2 separate regions of the Mus musculus genome follow, and region 2 is linked to region 1. Evidence: chromatin contacts called from public Hi-C data. All regions are on one chromosome and are shown on one strand. The core of a region is the stretch at or near the end of the contact, and the rest is flanking DNA. Distances in the headings are between cores, read along the strand shown. Region 1 overlaps Kcnq5 (potassium voltage-gated channel, subfamily Q, member 5). Region 2 overlaps Kcnq5 (potassium voltage-gated channel, subfamily Q, member 5).

Region 1 (2,700 bases), core at 15-2,514:
GCTATCTCTTCCATATCAGGGAAGATAATCTTCTTACCCCAACAACTTGCCTTTGAATACACATGGACAAACTGGAGACTGTATTAAAAGGGAGGACAAAATATGCAGGTTATTCCTTCCCTTAAACAAAGAGAAGTGCTGTTATGCGTCATGGAAAGTTAAAGTGCAGGAAGAGAATGTGCCAGCAAGACTTCTTGCATCATGATTTAGTGGAGATACTGTTTTGTCTCCCATTCCTAGGTCCTAACTTCCTTCTCAAGTACTTAAGCTGGATGTTCTGTTGACTTTGTTTCCAGATCACACTGACAACCATTGGCTATGGAGACAAAACACCCCTAACGTGGCTGGGAAGACTGCTCTCTGCAGGCTTCGCACTCCTTGGCATTTCTTTCTTTGCACTTCCTGCTGTGAGTATCGTCTTAACAAAGCTGCTTCAACTAGGTTCTCACACATTAGTGTTCTGAGGAACGAATCTATTGCATTGACCTACACTACTATTCTAATAAATGTTGCTTTCTTTCTAAGTGCATCCAGGTAGATGATGTATAAAATAGTATCCTGAATCTCCAATACTGGCTAGATCTGTATAAACAAATAATTTAGATTGTTTTCATCAACATGCCAGTGATCCATCTTAAATGTTTATAAAGATTTAAAGATAGCTTCATTTAAACTAATTACTGCAATTTGGTTTATAATGTACACAAATGGAAAGATAGATGTTCACAGGAGTTCTTTCTTCTCCCCAAACACTTGAATGAGAAGCATAAGTGTTGTAAATGTGTCAGATGATTTATACCAGTGTCACAGCCATTGATTCTTTTTTTTCTTTATGAGCAGTTTCTGCATTTTGTCAGAATGAAGAACACATTTATCTCCCTCTGGACTCCTGATTAGTTTCTCTTCAAAGGGCGAGGCTTGACTTTCTGGTCATTTTAGCCTCTTGTTTCTTTAAAGGCAGTAGGACATGATGTTACCGTTTGCCTCTTCCCTCCGGACATCATTTTTTTTTTTTTTTGGGCCTCTCCATCTGAGGTGGAGCTGGGCATCAGGGAGCTGACAGTAAGAACTGAGGGTCAGCCACAACAGGTGTGCGGAAGAAAAATAGTCTCCTCGTTTTCCAGGCAGCAGGCATGCCATGTGCCACCTCTGCCAAACTGAAACCTGAGAGCACATGCCAGAGAAAGCTGAGTACACTGAGGTCAGATGGGGGTATTCAGTACCACAGACATTAGATCACAGTTCTTGTCCTTTGACAGTAAATGACCTCAGAGGACACTCCTGCCCTTCCCACACTCAGGTCCCAACTTTCCACTGGCCAGCTGGTTCAGGCCCACCCCACTCAAAACCGTGGCAGGAGACTGCACAGACTATGTACGTACTAGGATATTATGCCTCAATTTGACTTACATTTCTTCCTAACTGTGTAACGATATTAGTGTGCTAGGACCACTTTGACCAGGTATCACAGACTTGGGGGACTCAACAATAGAAATTAGTCTCATGGCTATCAGAGCCTAGAAATTGAGACCCAGGAATTACCAGAGCACGTTCCCTCTAAGAGCTCTAAGAGGGAGCACGCTGTCTGAGCCTCCATTCTTGAGATGCTGAGGGAGGGCCATCCCTTTATATGTCCTGACAATATTTATATCCAGATTCATTTATCTTATAAGGACAGCATTTGTATGATTAGGTCCCCTTCTGATGACCTCATCCTAACTTGATTACCTCTGGTGAGGACCCTCCCTGTATTCAAATAACTCACATTCTGAACTACAAGGAGCATATGAATTTGTGGAGACACAATTCAGATCAGTGATTTTTTTTTTTAGTATATTTCTTCATTAAAATAGTGAAAGAAGTCTTATGATAAGGACTGGTTGAGTCCAGGTAAGTACTAGAGTGAACAATGTGATAATATAAATCAAGTGATTACTGTGAGGAAAACTACAAAAAAACTCTCCCTAATTTATAAGAATATAAAAATATATGTTTCCAGACCCAAATGGTAATATAAGGCAGACAGGGAAGAATCTCCCATATCAAAAGTAAATTCCTTTTGTTTGTTTGTTTGTTTGTTTGTTTGTTTGTTTAAGACAGGGGTTCTCTGTGTAATTCTGGCTGTCTTGACAAGGCTACAGAGCCACTACATCCAGCCCAAAGTCAGCTTTTATGGTTGTCTCAGCAACCTGGAAAAGAACAGAGAAAGACTCAATCATCAGATTCCCCACAGAAAAAGATATCTTTGGAAACAGTAAAATTCAGTCTTCAGTTTCTTCCTCCCACCCCCACCCCCAGAAAGCAGTATCACAAAATACCTGCTGTTTTAAGTTTATATTTACTCTGAGGTCACTGAGATGAATGGACTGTTAAAATATACAGTAGAGGCCAGCAGAAAAGGCACTGCACAGGAAGAGACGTTGGAAACTAGCAGTAGCAGCAAGGGCAGGAAATGAAATTCTGCAATAAGCAAGCAGAGATAATTGTTCAAATATGTGAAGACTCAGGGTCAGTTAGATAAATTGTCAGGATCCCACAGTACAAGGCAAGGATCCTGAAATGAAACTCTGAGTCATTACAGGGAAGTTAAACTATGTTGTTGTGTTAGGTTACAGGTCAGAGACTAAGTAGTCATTCGTGCAAATGTTTCCAATAAAGTGATTGCCATTTTATATACAAATTAAATTAACCTATGTAAAA
Region 2 (2,700 bases), core at 39-2,538, 130 kb before region 1:
GAAAATAGGTGTCAGTCCTAAGGAGATTAGGAGTCTGCCTAGGACCACATGCTAGGCAGAGAGGGAAGGGCACAGTTCAGCAATGAATCACTTTTTCACTCAGCCAACTGGAGAAGTTTCCATATTTTCTTCTGCTGTTCTTTCCCATCCCAAGACCTACTGAAGTCTCCTGTCGCCTCATAAACACATTATTTACTTCCTTCTTTGTTACACCAGACAGGCTTAATAAACTGAAGTCATAGAGTCCACATTAACATAAAATCAGAAACTTTATTTTGCCTATTAATCATGAAACCAAGACCAATACTTTGAAAGGTACCCCTCTCCCTTACATATTGGACAACCTTCAAATATTTATAACTAAGCTAAAATTCCATTAGGAAAATAGAAAATTGACTGAGTTTAATTTGAAACCCTTAGCTAGATTTGGAGACTAGGATAAAGCCACTATGAGCCATGGATGAATACTTTGAGAAAAGTCTTCTCCATGCTGTATTAGCCCTGTACCTCCCTGTGAAACTCAGTAACTGGCATGAGTGACAGCAGGGACTACCAACAGCTGATTTCAACAGAAAACTTCCGTTATGCCCTGGAAGCTTCTTATTTTAGAAGGAAATTGGAGAAGTTAATTAATGAGTGAATGAGATCTGATTTCTTCCTTTATGATTTTTAGTTTTTGTCTTACAGAATTTAGAGGAAGGTGCATAAGGCCAAAAATATGCCTAGGATCAGCCATTTCTCCTATTGTACAATTTATTAAATGGAGCAAAATTTTAACGTTACTCCTGTCAGAAATGACAGAATAGGATGCCTGCAGTTATGAAGTTTTCCATTAGACTCCCTTCATGCAAAGGAAATGAACTGCTATAGATATAATGGCACCGCTCTTAGGATTTTATGCACTACCCCTCAATTTCATAACCTTCTCTGGGACAGATACATTCATTGCCCCATAAAGATTTTAGTGAATAATGACTTCAACTTTTTTGTTTTTAACATATTTATTTACTGTGTTCTCTCTCTCTCTCTCTCTCTCTCTCTCTCTCTCTCTCTCTCTCTCTCTCTCTCTGTGTGTGTGTGTGTGTGTGTGTGTGTGTGTGTGTGTGTGTGTGTGTGTGTGTGCACGTGCATGCATACTCGAGTGATGGAGGTCAGAAAACAACTTACAAAAGTCAGTTATTTCCATCTTTCTGGTCCCAGGAAAGAAACTTAGGTCATCAGGCTCAGCAGAAGTGCCAGCCCCAGCCTTCAACTGTTTTCAAGTATTTCATAATCCATCCCATATCCTTCCTGTGAAATTACTTACTGTAGTGAGCAATCATGCCAATTGGATACTAAACCTCTATGTGGGATAGAAGGGGGGGTTAGGAAATGCAAAATCAGGACTGTGTGACAGTTTTTCAATCTTTGAGAGCAAGTTCTATCTGCTGAACATGTAGAACAGAAAGATGTTTATGATCTGAGCTGATGAGAAAAAAACAGATTCAAAGGAGGGCAAAGGTTTAAAATTGGAAGTACAGCCAACTCTAAGCAGAACAGTGGATAAGGAGAAAGAGACTGTAATTATAGCTCCTAAATTGCTGTTCTTGATGACTAGTTAGATGGGCAAGGTAAAACTATAAACAGTGATTTCTAGGAACCCAGACCAAGTTGTGAATCTCTGTGTTATTAATGTTGAATTCTTGTTTGAGAACCATCAGAACCTATTCTGATAATCAATAAATTTTTCCCAGAAGTCATTAGCATTTACCTTCAAGATTGAGTCGTGATATCTGTAGAAAAAAAAAACTGGCTTCTATAATCACACATAAATATGGGTGCAATATTTTCAAAAATGATGAAAGGTACTAAAGTAGCCAAAAATAAGTTGAAGTACCAAGATCAACCCACGCTGTAAACTTGAGCAGCACCTGCTCTGTATTCCTTCTCCAGTACAGCAGGCCACAGGAATGAGAATAAACAATGTGGTCTCGCTGACATGTTTCCCTCTGGCTACTCACCCAGTTGGTATGTGATGATGACATACCTGACAGCAGGCTTTGAGGTGGGAGCTGAAAATAGCCACCTGGAGTTTCCAACTGCTCTTTGCTTTCAGTAAGAAGGATCATTGTTTATGTTTACTTTTCTCACCCTTGTTTTGAAAGACTTATTTTAAACCATATTTTAACTATCCTTGATAGTTGTTAAACTTTTTGTGCCAAAATGAAAGATACAAGTTTTTTAAAGATTTATAATTTTTGGTGATGGTGGTGGTGGTGGTGGTGGTGGTGGTGTGTGTGTGTGTGTCTGTGTGTCCAATGTCAGGGGAAGAGGCCACATGTGTCAGAATTTTTGTAACTAGAGTTACATATTTGGGAACCACCATGTAGGTGCTAGGAACTGAACCTGGATGCTCTGCAAGAATAGCAAATGCTCTTAACTGCTGAGCCATCTCTCCTGCACCAAAATCAATTTCAGGTTTGAAAGTGACCAAGTTGATTGCTTTTTAGACTACAGAGATATTTTTTTAAAACAACAGCTTGAAAAGTATCTTTTTTTTCATCCTTCTCATTCTTTGTACCCTGGGAAGGTGTGTATAGAATTTAGGCTGGATATAAGCATTGGTCATTTGTATATAGTAAATTTTAGCACTAACACCTATGTAGCATGTAAAGTTGAACCATGAGAAACTGCTGAAATGCAATTGGTTCAGGCTGTCAG

The links. A called contact is a pair of places that touch in the nucleus more often than the background predicts.
Region 2: a Hi-C map of myocytes shows a contact between it and region 1, with 4 times the contacts expected there. The contact joins two enhancer-like sites. A contact is called at or near these places in 2 of 484 Hi-C or Micro-C datasets (cortical neurons and myocytes).

What each region holds. Positions count from the first base shown.
Region 1 is chr1:21,484,930-21,487,629 of GRCm38.p6, reverse strand. It overlaps Kcnq5 (potassium voltage-gated channel, subfamily Q, member 5), which reads left to right. Exons shown (of 14, transcript NM_023872.3): 6 at 297-407. Among named protein-coding and RNA genes, the nearest start is that of Khdc1b, 100 kb to the right of the region's middle. Within about 2 kb of position 1,264, at least 4 of the 459 cell types and tissues checked have an H3K27ac peak or open chromatin away from gene starts, as enhancers often do. A contact at or near this core is called in myocytes, where this site is marked.
Region 2 is chr1:21,613,424-21,616,123 of GRCm38.p6, reverse strand. All of the region lies in intron 1 of Kcnq5 (potassium voltage-gated channel, subfamily Q, member 5), which reads left to right. Among named protein-coding and RNA genes, the nearest start is that of Khdc1b, 230 kb to the right of the region's middle. Within about 2 kb of position 1,288, at least 24 of the 459 cell types and tissues checked have an H3K27ac peak or open chromatin away from gene starts, as enhancers often do. A contact at or near this core is called in myocytes, where this site is marked.